4 separate regions of the Mus musculus genome follow, and regions 1, 2 and 3 are each linked to region 4. A link is a contact called in public Hi-C and HiChIP or PLAC-seq data. All regions are on one chromosome and are shown on one strand. The core of a region is the stretch at or near the end of the contact, and the rest is flanking DNA. Distances in the headings are between cores, read along the strand shown.

Evidence for each region. A called contact is a pair of places that touch in the nucleus more often than the background predicts. HiChIP or PLAC-seq counts read pairs in DNA pulled down with a chosen protein or histone mark.
Region 1: a contact with region 4 is called in an H3K27ac HiChIP or PLAC-seq map of embryonic stem cells, with 4 times the contacts expected there. The contact joins two enhancer-like sites. A contact is called at or near these places in 1 of 484 Hi-C or Micro-C datasets (bone marrow-derived macrophages), 2 of 115 datasets of contacts at active chromatin or transcription factors (both in embryonic stem cells) and 1 of 9 other capture datasets (embryonic stem cells).
Region 2: a contact with region 4 is called in an H3K27ac HiChIP or PLAC-seq map of embryonic stem cells, with 6 read pairs. The contact joins two enhancer-like sites. A contact is called at or near these places in 5 of 115 datasets of contacts at active chromatin or transcription factors (embryonic basal ganglia and embryonic stem cells) and 1 of 9 other capture datasets (embryonic stem cells).
Region 3: a Hi-C map of uterus shows a contact between it and region 4, with 1.9 times the contacts expected there. The contact joins two enhancer-like sites. A contact is called at or near these places in 1 of 484 Hi-C or Micro-C datasets (uterus), 1 of 115 datasets of contacts at active chromatin or transcription factors (embryonic stem cells) and 1 of 9 other capture datasets (embryonic stem cells).

The regions. Positions count from the first base shown.
Region 1 is chr13:44,677,675-44,682,088 of GRCm38.p6, reverse strand. No RefSeq gene overlaps it. Among named protein-coding and RNA genes, the nearest start is that of Gm40931, 43 kb to the right of the region's middle. Within about 2 kb of position 2,773, at least 17 of the 459 cell types and tissues checked have an H3K27ac peak or open chromatin away from gene starts, as enhancers often do. A contact at or near this core is called in embryonic stem cells, where this site is marked.
Region 2 is chr13:44,703,103-44,707,422 of GRCm38.p6, reverse strand. No RefSeq gene overlaps it. Among named protein-coding and RNA genes, the nearest start is that of Jarid2, 26 kb to the left of the region's middle. Within about 2 kb of position 2,127, at least 29 of the 459 cell types and tissues checked have an H3K27ac peak or open chromatin away from gene starts, as enhancers often do. A contact at or near this core is called in embryonic stem cells, where this site is marked.
Region 3 is chr13:44,784,222-44,788,865 of GRCm38.p6, reverse strand. The region is part of intron 1 of Jarid2 (jumonji, AT rich interactive domain 2); the gene reads right to left. Among named protein-coding and RNA genes, the nearest start is that of Jarid2, 55 kb to the right of the region's middle. Within about 2 kb of position 2,380, at least 51 of the 459 cell types and tissues checked have an H3K27ac peak or open chromatin away from gene starts, as enhancers often do. A contact at or near this core is called in uterus, where this site is marked.
Region 4 is chr13:44,359,956-44,364,260 of GRCm38.p6, reverse strand. Gm33958 (a long non-coding RNA gene) reads left to right here. Exons shown (of 4, transcript XR_873330.1): 4 at 184-242. Among named protein-coding and RNA genes, the nearest start is that of Gm33958, 38 kb to the left of the region's middle. Within about 2 kb of position 2,165, at least 24 of the 459 cell types and tissues checked have an H3K27ac peak or open chromatin away from gene starts, as enhancers often do. A contact at or near this core is called in embryonic stem cells and uterus, where this site is marked.

The DNA of each region.
Region 1 (4,414 bases), core at 1,524-4,023, 320 kb before region 4:
CAAGCCAGAGTTCGATGCTACAGACCCACAGGATAGAAGGAGAAAGCTGGCTCCTGGAAGTTGCCCTCTGTGTGACACACACAAGAAAAAACGAAAACAAACCAACACACACGTGCACACCAAGCAGAGGATACTTTCTTTTTCTCAAAGTCGGGTGACAAGATGACCCATCCCTGGGTTGTCAGCATGCTCATGAAGGCTGAATAAGTGAGGTTTGGAGATCGGATCTCAGTGGGACCCCAGACTGTTGTACTCTTATCCTTGTTATATTACAAGATACTAATTCTCAGGGGCACCCATTGTGGCAGTAGTTTCACCTGAGGAAATATACCCCTCTTCTCTGTGTGTTCTTATGGGTTTCTGGAGAAAAGGCTCATGACACTCTTGAGTTTTGTCTTGGTTTTACTTGCCCTGGCACAACCCTTCCCAAGTAAGCCACAGTATATATATAGTACAGCTATGCGACTCATTCTTAGGACCCTGGAACTTTGCAGGATGCTGTAGGAGGCCTGACTCTAGCTTGAGGTTAGCCTTGGGGCTATCCCATCTTGGGCTACAGTGTGAGATGCTGTATCAAAAACCAAACAACATCAACAACAAAAACTGGGTTCCAGGCCTGGCACCAAGAATGCCTAATGTGCCCCCTCACTTCCCCCATGAAGGTCTGGCCAATAGGCATTCATACCCCAACAGGTCCAGTGTGTATCCACTGACAGCAGTCTCCTCCTGTAACTCATGCAAGGATCCACAGTTACCAGACATCTGTTTCCAATTCAGGGTAAGGAGATTTGGCAACGGGTCTTGTGAACAGGGGGAAATACCTAATGCGGAGTTTGAGTTAACTGTCACTCTCTGCCCACGAGTCCTTTGGGTCCTCTGTGCTGGCTGGTTTCAGATCCCATCTGCACCCATCACCTAATCTTCTCTGAGTCATGCACAAGAAACTGGTTTGCAAACTTTCCTAGTCTCCCCTTGCCAAATGGCTGCTGGGTGGGAATTGCCACGACAGGCCACGCGTGCCTTCATGTGCCCACGATGCTGCTCACACCAGAGAGGAAGAGAGGAGAAAGACTCTGACGTCTGTCTTTCTCCAGCAGGTTCCCCAAGTCTCTTCCCAGGGCGTTCCATAGCTGAGCATAGCAGAATGCCAGAGATAGGGACGTCTGAGGGAGGGCGTTTGCAAAGGTTTAGCTCCTCTGTGATATAGAACAGAGCAGGCTCCAGACTGGCCTCTGTCTCCTCTTCCTGTCCAGAAGGATCCTAGCTGTGAAGGGAAGCCTTTGTGGGGAGGTCCATGGGAGACACAAGGCCACTCTTGACCTTCTCGAGTTTTCAACATATCCAAATCCTGGGATTGCAGGTCTTTGCCACCATGGGGTGGGGTGGGGGGTGGGGGTGGGGTGAGATAGGGGGATGGGGGTAGGGGGTGGTACATGTATTTAGCTTGAACGGCTTTGTTTTCCACTTACTCTGTGAATAACGGCCATTTATTTTATTCTCTTAAGACTTCCAGCAGGGCGGCCAACAAAAACACTGTGCATGGATTTGTGATGGAATCAGATTCATCAATCGCTTGCCTAATAAATATAGATTAAAAGGATATCCAATATCTGCCTTAAACCCACAAAGGAATATAAATTTGAAACAGGAGATCAAGACTTTAATGAAGGCAGCAGGAGACGGCTTTAAGAACAATTCCCTGACGCATCTTGATGATGAAAATCAGCCTTAACTGTGCATTTAATTTCTTTTGTGGGTTCAAAGCAGGTCCCTAAAGTTTTATTCAAGGAAGGTTAATCACGACAGACTTTGTAGCCTACAGAGCTCCTCTGGCTGGAAAGTGTTACTAAGAGATGTTTGTGTGAATAATGTTTTGTCTTTTTAAAGAGAGGTGTGGAAAAGGAAGAAGTAAAAATGGGTGGATGGCTCAGCAGGTAAAGGTGTGTTGGTATTTGGGATCACCCACAAAGTTGTACAAAAAGAGAAGTATTCCTTCAAGTTGTCCTCTGACATCTACGTGTGCCTAGGCAGGCCCACATGTACACCAGAACACATCTATCTACACACAAGATAAAGAAATATTAAAAAAAAAATTAAAGCTGAGCATGGTGGTATATACCTTTACTTATTCCTAACACTCAGGAGACAGAGGAAGGTGGGTTTCTTTCTTTTCTTTTTTTTTTTTTTTTTTTGGTTTTTCGAGACAGGATTTCTCTGTGTAGCCCTGGCTGTCCTGGAACTCACTTTGTAGACCAGGCTGGCCTCGAACTCAGAAATCCGCCTGCCTCTGCCTCCCAAGTGCTGGGATTAAAGGCATGCGCCACCACGCCCGGCTGGAAGGTGGGTTTCTATAGCTTTGAGGGAAGTCTTTTGTATATGGCAAGTTCCAAGGACCCTTTCTCTAAAACAAAGGAAGAGGGAAGGAAGGAAGGAAAAAAAAAAAAACCAAACAACAGCAACAAAGAAGCAGTGTTGGGAGCTATTAAGACAACACAATTGTCCTGATCTCTGAATTGGGCCTCTCCCCCCCCCCCCAGAAGAAAAGGGGGTCAAAAGCAGGCCACCGGACACACCGCTCCAAGAACAACCACAGATTGTTCCAGCCCTAAGTCAGCTCTGGATGTCCTGACCTCAAGATGTACCCTGATACCGCCAAGTTCCTGCTTCCCCTTGTAGTCGCCAAAAGAAAATTTTCCGCTGCCCCATCCCTCCTGCTGAGGTGCATTTCCTCTGCCCCATTCCTCCTGCTGAAAGGCACTTCCCCTTTTGCTTGTGCATTTAAACCTCGGCCTGGCTAATATATTTGGGGTCTGACACAATTCAGGACGTTTCCGTGTCGTTATTCGCACAAGACCCTCGTCTCTCTCTACCCCCCATTTGGTTCTTAGGAGAAGGTCCCCTCGAGACCCTTGAATAACTGGACCTGCTGGACGGGTCAAAGCAGAAGAAAAAAAACTTTTATTTTTTTTATTTTTTTATTACAGAAAAAGAAATTGTGCCAGGCAGTGGTGGTACACTTCTTTAATCCCAGCACTTGGGAGGCAGAGGCAGGCAAATTTCTGAGTTCCAGGCCAGCCTGGTCTACAGAGTGAGTTCCAGGACAGCCAGGGTTACACAGAGAAACCCTGTCTCGAAAAACCAAAAAAAGAAAGAAATCGCTGGCCCGGAGATGGTTCAGTGGTTAAGAGCACTGACTACTCTTCCAGAGGACCCGGCTTCAACTACCAGCACCCACATAGCAGCTTACACCTCCTAGTAACTCCAAAATCTGACACCCTCACACAGCCGTTCATGAAGGTAAAACACCAATGCACATTAAATAAAGATACATTAAAAAAAAGAAAGAAAAGAAATTGCCAGATTTGTTTATAGACAACCTTGAAGAAACAAATGTGGCATTTATAAGTACAGAGTATTTGCTTGCAAAAAAGAAAAAAACCTTTCCTAGGAGGCTGGGGAGGTGGCTCATTAGGTAAAGAAAGGACTTGTTGAGTAAGCTTTACAACCTGAGTTCAGATCTCCAACACCCAGGAAAATGCTGGGTGTGAGGGTTTGATTTTAATCTCAGCAAGACTAAAATCTGAGGCATTCTTGTCTGACCAAGTCAGCTCAGTCAGCCAACCAGGTCTCAAGGGAGGGAGCAAGGGTTGAAAAGAAAAAGACAATTGGACAGCATGACTCCAGCCACTGCTGAGGCTGGAGCGGGTTTATCTTTCTCCAGCCTGCTTTTATGACTTTCTAAGTACATGCAAAGAATAAGGTCAGTTCTAGGTCAAGGAATAAGGCAATAAACCAAGTCCCTAGGTATTCCGGAACTTATCAAGATCATCAAGATCTGGAGTCTACTTCCTTGTCCTAGCCCAAAGTCAAATTCTTGCCTGAGCCTACTTACTTCCTCGTCCTGGCCCAAGGTCAAATTCCTAGCCTCAGCCCACAAAGTTCTCCACACCTAACTCTGAGTTCAAGGCCAGTATGGTCTTCAGAAAGAGTTCCAGGGCAACCAGGGCTACATTATGAGATTCTGTTTCCCCACCACCAAGAAAGCTGGGTGCCTTGGAGGAATAACCAGGGCTGAGAAGTAGTTGATAGGTCTGGAGATGGATCAAGGATTAAGAGCAAGTCCTGCTCTCACAGAAGACAATTCCCAACTCCCAAGTTGGGCAGTTCCCAACTGTAATTCTAGCTCCAGGGGACTTCACACCCCTCTTTTAGCATCCTCAGGGAACTGCACTCATGTAGAAATAAACATAATTAAAAATAAAATAAACCTTAAAAAATAACAATAAGTCTGGCACATGCCTTTAATCCCAGCTGTTTTTGTTTGTTTATGGAAAGATGAGAGAGAAGACGGCATCTGGTGTTGTGTGGACTTCTGTTCCCCTAAATGCATAGGCTGTTCACCCTCAAACACATT
Region 2 (4,320 bases), core at 878-3,377, 340 kb before region 4:
GTTCTTTCTGCACCCTTGCTTCTGCCTAGCAGCTGCCTTCCCTTTTCTACAGAGAAGAAAGACTGCTCTTGTCTGCTTGTGTGCCTGCCAAAGCGACTGCGGCAGGGCAGGCGACTCTCCCTGGAGACAGGTGCAGTCTGTGGGCCTTGCTTTTGACCCTGGGCCTGTAATTTGCTTTTATCCACAGAACCTGTGGAAGTGACATTCTGGGACCTCCAAGTCCAGGCCGTAAGAGATCCAGTGTCTGTTTCCCTCTTTGTGTGCAAGTTCTGGTGGATTTACTGCCTAATACGAAGTCACATGAGGAGAGGGAAGAACCAACCAGCGCCCCCCAGACAGTAGTTATAATCACTAAGGCACCAGACAAGTGAGTGGGGTACTAAGGAATATCCTAAACCCAGACTCCCTCATTCCTGTCAGGACACTTAACTCACCCTGCGTGGGGGGAAGAAGAGCCGTCCCTGCCCCATTGCATAATCATGAACAATAAATGGCTGCTGATGCTTTCAGCCACCGAGTTTCTGCTTGGCTACACAGTGGTACAGTCTGTACTTTCTTTGTGTGGGTATTAACTTGGTATTTAAAACAAAAAACAAAAAACCAAACGTGTGTGTGTGTGTGTGTGTGTGTGTGTGTGAGTGTGTGTGTGTGCGCGCGCGCTCTCGAGCTCGTGTGCCTTTTGAGACAGGATCTCACAGAATCTCCTTGCTGGCCTTGAATTTACAGAAAATCTACTCCCTCTGCCTCTCAAGTACTGGGTGGGATTAAAGGTGTGCACACCCCCTCCCCCAGCAGACACTCTTCTTTTTTGTGTTTTTTTTAAATTTTATTTTTTGCAAATTTTAAAACTTTGATCATGTTCACTCCCGACCCCCCAGCTCCTTCCAGACCCCCCTCACCTCTAACCTCTTACTCTCAGTTTTGACCATTCATACTTTACCTCAATCCCATCTGAGGTTTCTTCCTCCCTCCTTCCCCACCCTCCACCCCACCCCCAGGTCTCTCTTGGTTACCCTGGCCTGGAACTGGCTATGTAGATGAGGCCAGCCTCAAACTCCTTGGTATCAGCCTGTCTCTGGCTCCAGAGAAATGAGATTAAAAGCTTATACTCCACCACCTCCAGGCCCAATCCATTCTGAAACCAGCTAGTTTCTGCAATGTACATGTCAGGCTCATTCTAAGATTCAGGCGCTCTATTATAGTATCCTGTGCATCTGCTTCCTTGCCGGATTATTGGTTCGTCCTCTAGTGTCTTGCATATTCTCCTACAATCAGCAGACAGAAGGGACCAAGAAATTATTTGTGAGCTGTGAGTGGGGCAGTGGAGTGTTCACCAGTCATCCAGCCTTTCCGAGGCTGTGGAGGGAAATGTTTTGGATTTGGGGACGGGGATGGGGGGGGGGGAGCACTGTTACTCTAAAAACCAGACTTGGTGGCTGTAAGGTTAGCCGGCCGGCTACAAGGAGACTCCAAAAGGCGCGCACACAGGTGATCTTAGCACATGGGAAGTGGAGACTGGAGGCCACTTGACACCTAGTCTCCACTTTCCAAAAGGTCAAGCCAGACAGGAAGACTGAGCAGCCGGCCGGCCATTGGTTGTTGTTGTTTGGCTTGTTTGTTTTCCCATATTCACTTTTGCCTTGTTTTTCAGTCTGTGGTCCCTGGACTTTGCCTTCCTTGGCCTTTGTAAGGTCAGGATGTTTGGGACTTCCTCATTCCAATACAATTCTTTGAATTTTTCCTTCAAATGCAAATAAAGGCACTTACCATTTGGATAGCGGTGATTAAAGAGAGAAAGGAGGTTGGTTTCGGGATCCTCCTCTAAGGTCCCTTTTAGCGGGGTGGGTGATGGAGAGGAAGAAGCCAAACAAAATTCTCCAAGGGCAAAGAGTTGAAAGGGAATCAAGCGATAGACTATCGAATCCCACCAGAGTTGACGTTACACAGCTCTTTATAGTAAGATGTTAAGCACTTAATATTTTATTTTCCTTGCAGGTCACAGCTATTTGTTCTTGGGACAAATGTGCATATGCTTATTAGATTTAACAATCCACCGCTCCCGGTTAGGAAAGGAGCCAGGCGGAGCCTGACTCCCTCGAAAGAATAGGCCTCATTAGCACTTGTGGGGACGAAGACTCAAGTTCTCAAACCAAAAGGAAGAGTAGGAGGCCACAGTCAGTGGTAGGAGAAATTGCTGACTCGATCTCGCCCCACCCCCACATTTCCTTTTCCTGCATCTGTCTTTTTCTGAGCAAGGAATATTTCTTTCCCTTCCCATGCTTTGAAATTCACGGTATGTGTTTTTACATTTTTTAAAGATTTATTTATTATTATATCTAAGTACACTGTAACTGTCTTCAGATGCACCAGAAGAGGGTGTCAGATCTCATTACGGATGGTTGTGAGCCACCATGTGGTTGCTGGGATTTGAACTCAGGACCTTCGAAAGAGCAGTCGGTGCTCTTAACCACCGAGCCATCTCTTCAGCCCATGTGTTTTTAATTTTTAAGATGTATCTTATCTATGTTTTGTTAGCCCAGGATAGCAAAGAACTCAGTGCATCCCTCCTTTTAGCCTCGTTTCATTATCTATATATTTATTCACTTTACATCCGATTGCTGCCCCCTTCCCAGTCCCCGCCCCCCAGGTTTTAATTTACTCCACCTCACCCACTTGCTCCTTCCAACGTCTCAACCTCCTACCCACTTCCCTACGCAAATACCTTATATTGATTTGTGCATCTCTATAGCATGTTAAGCAGATTTCTTCTCAGGCCAAGGCAACCATGATGGTACAGGTCTGTAAGGTGAGAGGTGGACGTGATAGTGTTATCTAGGCTCCGCCCCACAGTTACCTGGCAACAGCCGGGAATGCCTGACTATAAAAAGGGCTGCTTGCTCCCTCCTCCCTCATTTATCCTCCTTCCTTCTCTCCTCTCTGTCTCTTCTCCAATCCCCCTCCTCCCTTTCTTATAAAACACAATGGATAGGGTCAAGAATTGGAAGTCAATCTCAGCTACACAAGTTCAAGACCATCACATGTCAGATGAGACACTACCCCCACACACAAACACACCCCATCTCAAATTGCAAAACAAACTAGAAAAGGAAAGATTTCTGAACTCAGAAGTTGAATCACCAGTTCAGTGGGGGTGCAGGAGCACGACACAGTGACTAACAGCCACCCCTCCTCTGCACTCTCAGCTGCCTTGCGCTGGCCCTTCTCTGGAGATGCGGGGTGGAAAACCTGCGCCTCCGATTGACGAAATGCTTCCTCACCACCGTCATCATCGGCGAAGTTAAGGGTGAAGACTCATCTTTAGTAATAAGGCATGACTGTAATTCCTCACCCTCTGGCCATTATTAATTATGATTCATTGCATGAAAGAGAAAATAAAGATCTACATACGCTCAAAGCACATATAAACTGGAAGGATTTCAGGTTTGGGCATGTGAGGCCCTTCCCTTATCCAGGGCCATTTCTCTGGAGGCAAGACGTCTACCCAAAGCTAAGGAAACAGTTGGATTGTCCTCTTACAGGGGAAGGTCTTCATCGTCATGAGGGCTATACCCATCCAGCCTTTCATGACTTGCTATTGACACAAGGATGAACTGAACAGAGCATAGTAAGTGAAATGAATGTGAATCCATTTTACCCCTTTTCCCTCCATAGAAAAAGAAGGCATCTTTAACTGCCACGGGCTACATTCCCATATTAGCCAGGAAGTACTTGGTACCCAGGCTCATGTAATTATGTGTTGAATTCTCTGAGCCAGAGCTGGATGTAAGTTTGGGAAAGAGCATGTAGGGCCCTTGAGTTCAAATAAGGAGTGTGTAACTCAGGCGAATACAGTGGCACACCCATATTGTGCCTATACTCAGAGCAGAAACAGGGCGTGGAGACTGGGGGGGCGGGGGTAGGTAGAGCTCACTGAAAGTTTGATGCTAGCCAGGATTACAATGAGAGATGCTGTTTCAATAAAGTCAAAAGCAACTAGAAAGACTGCCTAGCAATTAAGGCTGATCTTTCTCAAGACCCATGTTTGGTTCTTCATACCCATACTGGTTGTCTTCAACTCTAGCTCCAGGGGAATCCGAGTCCTTCTGGAACACACACACACACACACACACACACACACTCACACTGGGCATGCTAACACAAGCCTTTATAAAGGGGAAAAGGAGATATGATGGAACAAGTCTGCAGTCCTTCCGTCCTTCTAAGATGGTCGGATCAGGAGTTCAAGGCCTGCCTCAACTACTTGAGACCTTGCCTCAAAAAGCCAACCAAAAAACCCCAAAACAAACAAACAAACAAACA
Region 3 (4,644 bases), core at 1,131-3,630, 420 kb before region 4:
CGTATGCACATATGCACACATGAATTCATGTGCACACACACAGGTGACTGTGTTGATGTTATGATTGGTAAAGGGCCAGGTTTTCTATGACTGGTAGTGTTTAGAAGTGAAAATGTTAAGAGATCTAACATAAAATCTTACAGAGATCTAATTATTTTCTTTTTTTTTTTTTTTTTGAGTTTCTGGCACATTCATTTTACTTAGAATACACTACTACAAAACACCACCTTGTACAGTCAACACGTATACAGCCTGCATGAATCAGTTACACTGCCTCCTGTTACTAAATTTAAACTCTAAAATTTTGTAATGGCCAAACAAAACTGACAAATGAACCAACACCACAAAGTTGCTACACACTACATATCATATTTTATATGCAAGCTTAAAAAAAAAAAACAAAAGTATCATATTCTTACGAAACTACTAAAGACTGCTCTTGATTTTTATTTTCATATGCAATGTGACTTACAGACCATGTGGCAAATTCTTCCAATGAAATACAGAGTAATTATTCCCTATATTATCCTTTCTGAATAACATCTAATCTAGAAACTCAAGATAGTTTCCTGATTAGATAAGGAGGAAGCATTTTATGTCATTAGCTATACAGTTTCATCTTGTTTAAGGACTTCATTGTACATAATGAATACCAGATGAGCTTAAAGCACAGTAGGTTTCCAAAAAACCTCCAAATCATCAGATTTGGAGGCCATCGGATAGTGAACAGTCAGACTATACCTACTTCAACCCACTTACACGATAGAAACCCTTGCTTCCCCCAGCCAGAAAGCCACCCTAAATTAGTAATACACTGCACTTGGATTCTTCCTATTCCTATCCTTGTGTCCCATGAGCTGCATAATTAAATGCAAGGCTTCTCTGTTTTAAATCAGACTTGTTGGAGGCTTGGATCAGCACCAAAACATTACCTACATCTTAAATACTATGTCCTGGAATGTGAAGAAAATTAAACAACAGTGCCATTTCCCAGTCCCAGTCATGTATTTCTAGGACCATAGCCTATTTATTTTTTTGCCCATTAAGGTTCATCTGGATAAGTAGTCACCCAGAAGAAGGTAGTTTCTACCTAAAAAGGTGTCATCTTTGAATCTGAAACATTTTGAGAAAAAAATCTAAGCCAATGAGAGGAACTAGTGACCTAATAAATACTAGCTGGTTTTTATACTAAGAGAGCTGTCTCCTCTGGTGAAAATAATCAAACCACAGTTACCCCAATTCATTTTCTAACCATTTCTTTTTTAGCTCCCAGCAGTTCCAATAAACAGCCAGTAGCCTGAACTTTTCAGAAATAAGAAGGTAAGCAATGAAGCTAAGCCAAGAACTTTATGACTGCATAGAATTTAAGTACCCTGAACGTTGACTAGGGAGGATTTTACCCCATGAAGCTAAGTAGGGGCTAGCTCTTCTCTTGATATTTATTGAATATCAAATATCATTCTTCTTAAATTTAGTCTGGAAAGCACTGTTATTTCATGCTACATAGTGAATATCTAGTGCCATCACAGACACATAAAAGATGTGAGAACTACAGCGCCACCAACATGAAACCTTCCTGTGTCTAGAAACAGAAACATCTGTGCTTGCACACCAATGTCCTCGATATAGACGATTCTGAATTCTATGCCACTGTATAATACGGTAGCTATCTCTTCTCTTCTGTTAGGAACTATCCTATTCTCTAAAGGATAAAGAATCATACTCTTCTCCAGGCCTGTGCTGGAGGGACGGTTAAGAGCACTGGCTGCTATTCCAGAGGACCCAGTTTCAATTGCCAGCACCCATAAAGCACAATATTACAAATGTCTGTATTCCAGCTAGCTTCAAGTGATTTGACATACTCACACAAACATTCATGCAGGCAATGCATATGAAAATACGTCTTTAAAGGCATGCACAACAAAGAAAGCAGAAATTAGTAGGAAATGCAGAGCATTTGGGATTCACGGGAGCCTTTGACCAGGCCATTATGGGTATCTAAAGTCCAGCTCTCTTCTCAATCCCCACAAACACCACACTCCTTTCTTGCCTACCCCAAAGTACCCTCTAAGATCAAAGACAGCACTTACATCCTGAGCAAGGCAGGTATCCCAAGGCATTTCTACATTTCTATTCCTTTTCCCACCCTTCACTGTCACTATTCCAGGATTTATTAAAAAAAAAAAAAAAAAAGGACAGGCCAGACCTATACAATCGCTGTACAGTTTCCCTGCTCAAAAAACGCTCCTCTGAGAGGCACTGGGGTGGTACATGCACTGTGGGAGCCACAGGAGATGTGTGGCAGAGCAAGAGAGTGGCCATTTCCTAGACTGGCCACTAAGCAGCCTCAATGTGGACTGAAAATCTCCAAGGCGTGTTTCTCCTGCTGTAAGACAGGTGGCAGCAAAATCACCAAGAAAACCAGCACCCAGCGACCTAGCCTGTTCTTAATGGATCTGTAAATTGTTCCAATGTCCAAAAAACTAAAATCCTGCTGTTTTCTGTAAACATCTCAGGAACATTTTGAGAACTCTGTTCAGCAAACACAGCTCCCCTACACTCACCTTTCAAATCTAATATGCTGCTACAGCCACTCGTCCTCCAGCTGGGCCGGAATCTCAGCTTTGTATTTGAAGTTTAAATACAAAGGCAGATCAAGATGTTTGTTTAATCATTCCTACTCTCTCACAGCTGTCATGTTTGTTTTGTTTTGGCTTTCTTTTAGCAATGCTCGAAGCCTAGAAACATCAGTAAATTCCAACACTAGAAGAAACAGACTTGCCTACCTCCCTAGTAAATTTCTCACCTCATCTGCAAGGAACACACAACACACATAACAGAATGAGAAAACATAAGCAAACATTTCTATGCTAGGACCAAGCATAGAAAAATCTCCTGTCTATCCTCAGTTCCCTGACCATCCACACAACCCTTCACTAAAGCAGTGTGCAATTGATGCCCTGATTCAGGACATCAGGGGGTGGGAAGACGAAACAAATGCCAGGGAGCCATGTATCTTCTCACAGTAGAAATTTCCACAATGAAAAACGAACCAACTAAAAAATACAGATACAGTCACGTATTAAGAATTTGCTTCTGACTGGGATAATGGCCTTTTAGTTATGTGAGAGGCAACTTGGGTAAATTGGAGGAAGAAAAGTATTACTAATTATATATACAAGATAAAAGTTATGTTCAACAGGAAAAAATACAGGTTTATTGCTGAATGTTTGTGATTTCAAACAAAAACTCCTATGGTCTTCCTGCAAATCACACATCACCTTTAAACATGCCTTAGTCAAATGACGACCTTGAGTGAGTAGTAACACCTAGTGTGTTAGTACAGGGTTTTTTTTGACTGGCCTGAGAGTTGTATCTTGCTACTTTCTCAGGTAACTTCAGAGACGATCAAGAGGTCAAAGTTGATAGCACATGACAGAATTAAAACTGATGGAACCCATAAGTATGAACCCAAACCAATACTTAAGAGCATCTTCAAGGACTCGCTCCTGGAGTCCCACAGAGGTGCCATCATGCTGAGAGATTGAGTCCACCAACCCAGACGCCATCAATGAGCCCACACTATGGACCCAACTCCAACTGAACACGAAAGCAGGACATGGGTAGCGAGTTGCCATCAAGCCAGGCTACGACATCTGGCCAGATTGGAGGAATTAGCCGAGGATCAGCTACAACTGTGTCATCTTGAACCCTCAACCAGCAGACATTAATACCCCCATCTTCATGATAAAGAAAGTCTGGCAAATACAGATTACCTCAGGAGCTAGAGGCTGCTGGAGAAGACAGGGACAACTCTGGCATGTCTGCCACACCCTGGTGCCACCCCACCTCCATAATGAATCACCGACATGGTCATTAAAGATTGTTCCCCCCCAGAGAGAGAGAGAGAGAGAGAGAGAGAGAGAGAGAGAGAGAGAGAGAAAGAATGAATGAATCTTCAAGAAGTCATTCCACACCGGGCAGTGGTGGCTCACCCCTTAATTAATGCCAGCACTTGGGAGACTCAACAAAACAAACAAACAAAAAACAAAAAAAGGCATTCCACACCAGACATTAGTCATTGAAAGACCAAGGCTACCATATGATAAAAAACCTGTGAGTCTTTATTAGGCTTTTGCATGCTTCCTTTCCTGGCTAAATGACTAACCCAAGGTCACTCACCCTCAGAGTGTGAGCTTTTCCAGACCTTTTCCCAACCAATTCACACCAGTTCTGTGGATAGCTGACATTCCTCAGAGAATGAGGTTAGCTCTTCATTCTCTACAGTCAGGAAACATGGAACTGCTTTCAATTGTTGTGTTTATTCGAAATTTGGCCTACATTTAAAAATTATTTAGGAAGAAATAGAATAAGGGTGATGAATTCTCGCTCTACCAGAAGCCATCCCAGCTGCCAGGAGTCAAAATTGGTACTGAGCTCAATCATCAGGGGCCCCAGCAGCAGCTGATGGAGCAGATGCAGGCCCACAAACACATTGGGCAGAGAGAGACCCCCAAATAGGAGATTTCCATTGGGTCCCTCCCCACAGCAGTCACAGTACTCAGATAATTACTTCTTAAAATTTAACAAGCTTCTTTCTGTAGACCTGAAAGCATTTCCACCAAGACCTCCAGTTCTCAAGAT
Region 4 (4,305 bases), core at 916-3,415:
CAAGTCTGGCAGCTTTGAGGGAGGAATGGAGTTAGATGGGGTTCACTCTTTGTCTTAGTCAGCTTGGGCAGAAGGACTTAAACAGCAGCCTTTCATGTTTTGGAGTTCTGGAGGGTAGTAGTCTAAGAATATAAGTACTTGCGTGTCATGCTTTGGTGGTGATCTCTTTTTTTTGCTTGGCAGATGGCTACTTTCTCACCACAGACTCCAGTGGGCTTTCCTGCCTATATATGCCCGGAGAGAGGGAGCCAGCTTCTGCCAGCAGCTGTAACAAAATGGCTTGCATCTGGTTATTTAAAAATGACAGAATTTCATTGCTCAGAATTCTAGAAGCCTGTAAGTCTATAGCCAAGGCGATAGCTGACTCACTATCTGGTCAGGGCTAACTCTACGTCAAAGATGGCATTGTCGATGCAAAAACACACCCATGACCTCAAAAGAAGTTAAGAAAGAGAATTTATTCTGAAGCTAAGTAGGAGTGACCATGGCCTGGCAACACAAGTTCAGACTGTCCTAAATTCAACGTTCCAACATGGTAACAATTTGATGGAATTTTTATTGTAACAGAATAAATAAAGTTATAAATCAATGTACTTTTCAAATGCGTTTGGTAGAGACATTAGGTAGGGGGTTAGAGCCAAGCAGGGACACCGGATAACATCTTTAGCCTTTGGGTGGTTTTGCGAATACATTCTAAGAAGTTCTACACTTTAATCACAAGGGTGCTAAGTCAGACACAGGTGGGCAAGGAATGGCCATTAAGGGGCTATCCATAGCCCAAGATAAGCTGTAACTAGGGCTTGTGGCAGAGCTCCTGAGGCCTGTGCTCCTGGCACCCAACACACCCTCAGCTTTATCACTCACCCACTCTGGCAGGATTAATATAAAATTTTACCATTATCTGCTCCTGGGTGTCCATTGTCAGCCCACATTGGATCCCATGAGTGAGAGGCCAGCTTTCACCAAACTGAAAGACAAAGCAGCCACAAGAAAGGCCTTCCTAGTAGCCCCACCCCACCCACATCAGGAGGTCCTGTTCAGCAGGCACAATGGACTCTGCAGCTCTAATGCCTCGTTTGCCTTAAGCAGACACAGGAATTTGCAAATTTTGAAACCAAATTCAATTAACACCCTCCCCTTTGAGGGTATTTCTTTTTTCTTTTCTTTTTTTTTTTCTTTTCTTTTTTGCCCTTCCAAAGTCGTTCACCCCATTTACTTGTGGCAGGTTCTCAGACACAGGCCATCCGGAGTACTGCCCTCACCCTGTGCTTCTTTCTCTGTAGTGAACTAAGAGGTGAAAGGAAGCCCTTTCCAGTCTGGATATTCACAGGAAAGGGCCGAGTTATCCTCCGGAACGCCAGAAGACCTGATCTGACCCCAAACTGTGCCGTGAGAGGAAACAGATGGGAAAAGAAAAGATGGACTTTCAAAAAGAAATCCTTTCTTATGTCAAGAGGATTCTGTAGAGAGCTGTCCCCCCCATCCCCACCCCCCAGTCCCAAGAATGAGGGGTTTCCAGGAAAGCCCTGTGCAGCTGACTAGCCAGCCCTAGCAAACTGGTAGAGTTGCAACAGACTGCATGATGGGGCGTATTACAGTCATCCATCGGTTTTGAAGACGTACTTGGAAATGGTGGTGAGCCAAGCCTTCCCTCTCACTGTTGCTTTCCCCTCCAGAGGTCTCGCTCCGTGTTCATAAACTATTTTAATTCTTCACGTTCACCAAACTTCTGATGAGGCGAAACAGCCAGGTCTTTACGACTGAGTCCTGGTTCCCATCAGCCTGCACCTGATGGGAGAGACAAGCATTCGCGGTTGCTTGTTTTTACAGCAGGGTAGAACTGGCTCAAATGTAAAGCAGATCGGACTGTCCTCAGACAGGGTCACAAGGCTGGATTCAGAGTCTAATAAAAATAGGGGTGAGGGAGTCTTTCAAAGGCCTGGGGAGCATATACATGAGTGAATGTATGTATACATGGGTGTGCTATTTTAATGTTGCTGTTGCAACAAGTGATGCGGTAACTTTAGAGATTTCCTGGGTTCCCTGTGTGTGTGTGTGTGTGTGTTCAATTCAAAAACTAAGCTTTTCTCCGCAGGACAGGAGGTGACTAGAGTTGAGAGTGAAAACTGCTTCCAGCCTGGGTGGCTGGGATCTTTGCCCTGAGAAGTGCAGTGACTGGTTGATAATCCAGTGACGCTCTTGTCGTGATGTGTACCCAGAGGCTGTAGACTGACGGAGGTGGTGGCTTGTGTGCAGGAGATGGTTCAGTTGGTACAGTGCTTGCTCCAGCAATGGCATAAAACAGCCAGGATGACACCATAAGCCTGTAATCCCAGAGATGGGGGAGGTGGGAACAGAAGAACTCCTGGGGTTCAGTAGCCAGCCAATCTGCTTAAGCCAGGGAGTTTCACATTTAGTGAGAGACCCTGTTTCAGAAAATAAGACGGAGAAGAATTGAGGAAGGTCCCTGATGCTGACCTTTGACCTCCATAGTCATACCAACACACACACACACACACACACACACACACACACAGAGACAGAAAGACACACACAGAGAGACAGAGACAGAGAGAGACAGAGACACAGAGACAGAAAGACACACAGAGAGAGGCAGAGACAGAGACACAGAGAGACAGGGAGACAGACGCACAGAGAGAGACAGAGGGACAAGAGAGACAGAGACACAGAGACACATACACTCAGAGACAGAGAGAGACACAGAGAAATAGAGATAGAAACACACACACACACAGACACACACACACACACACACACAGAGGTATAGAATTCAGATTCTTCATGATAGAAGTTTGGGCTTTTGTTTTGTCCCCTGTGCCACGGACTGTCAGTTACACACAGTTTTAAATATGAAAGGCAACTGCCAACTCTGCAGGTTAAGTAAAACCCTCGGAGGTAATAACATGCTGTATAAAAGTATCACATGCTGGTAGGATCTATTCACGAGATACCCATGCTAGAATCTTCTCTCTCTGCAGGCTTGTCTTCCTCTCTCTTCTTCTCAAAGGCTTACTCACTCTATGCTTGTACACGACGACGACCGTTCTCCCCTCTCCGCTCTCGGAGATCTTATTTTGAGCAGCCTCACTGGAGCTGTGTTAAGTAGGCCAACTTTCAAGATCCGCAGCGTCTGTCCTGATCAAAGGGGAGGGTGATTCGCTGATGTTGGCAAAGGGATTATTTCATAGGAAATCCTCACCGTGTCAGTGTGACACGCATTTGGGAAAAAGAAGGCTAGAAGTCACTGGTCCCCGAGCAGCTCCAGAGCTGGGAATCTTTTCCATGGGATGATTTCATTCTTCGTCTGTCCCTCCCTCATTGAAACTGACACCTGGGAAATTCCCCGGCTAATTTGTTTTGCATTGTGATTTTTTTTTCTTTTCTTTTTTTTTTTTTTTTTTTTTTTTTGCCACCATACTGCTCATTAGGAGCCTGGCCTGCAGGTTTATCCCTGTAGCACGACTCCTCTCTGTCTTTCTGATCCATACCTGCTGAATCCTCCATTTCAACAAGGCATAGGTGAATTTGCTTTGCCCCAGGACTGGGCAAGTTGAAAATATTTAAGATTTCTCCACTCTTGCTTCCTCTGATTGAAGAGTAGCCAGGGAAACCAGGATACCTATATCCCTTTAGAATTTGTAGAACCAACCTTGTTAGAGGGAGTCTTATGAATTTGTCACAGTTGACATCTGGCCTGAAGAGGATGGAGCAGTTGCAACACTCAGGGAAGGAGCTATTTAAAATGAATGTATCTACTTCGAGGCATATCCCGTGATGGATTTTTAGCATTTAAAAGACTTGTGTAAGTCTTCATCTTTAAGATCTCTGACCTGTCTCCCTCTTGGGGGCCAGGAAGACAGTGTGTGAAGGCAGGAGGCACTGTTTCAAACACTGGCAATAGCTATGCAGTGTACAATCAAGACAGGTAAGCATCCTGTTAAAATGTAGGCCCCTGAGGTTTGGTGGTGGCCAGGCCCAAAATTCTGCTTCTATGAAGGTGTCAGAGGGTGTTCATGAGTCTAAATGATCTGCGGCTTCCTTCCTCCTTAGCCGTGGTGGGGGATGGGCAAAGGTAGCAGAAGATTCCTCCCCCAGGTTGGAGAGCAACTGCCAGCATTCTGCTCCTTTGGGGGCCCCCTTCGAAGGTGTTTGGAAAGAATGAACTAGCTCTATGTTTTTAGGAGCCAGCCCGTGGGAGCCTGGAAAGAGAAGGGATTCCGGAAAGAATGAGATGAGGCAGATACAGAGACAGATAAAGACAGGCTGAGGCGGGCCGTCTCGCCT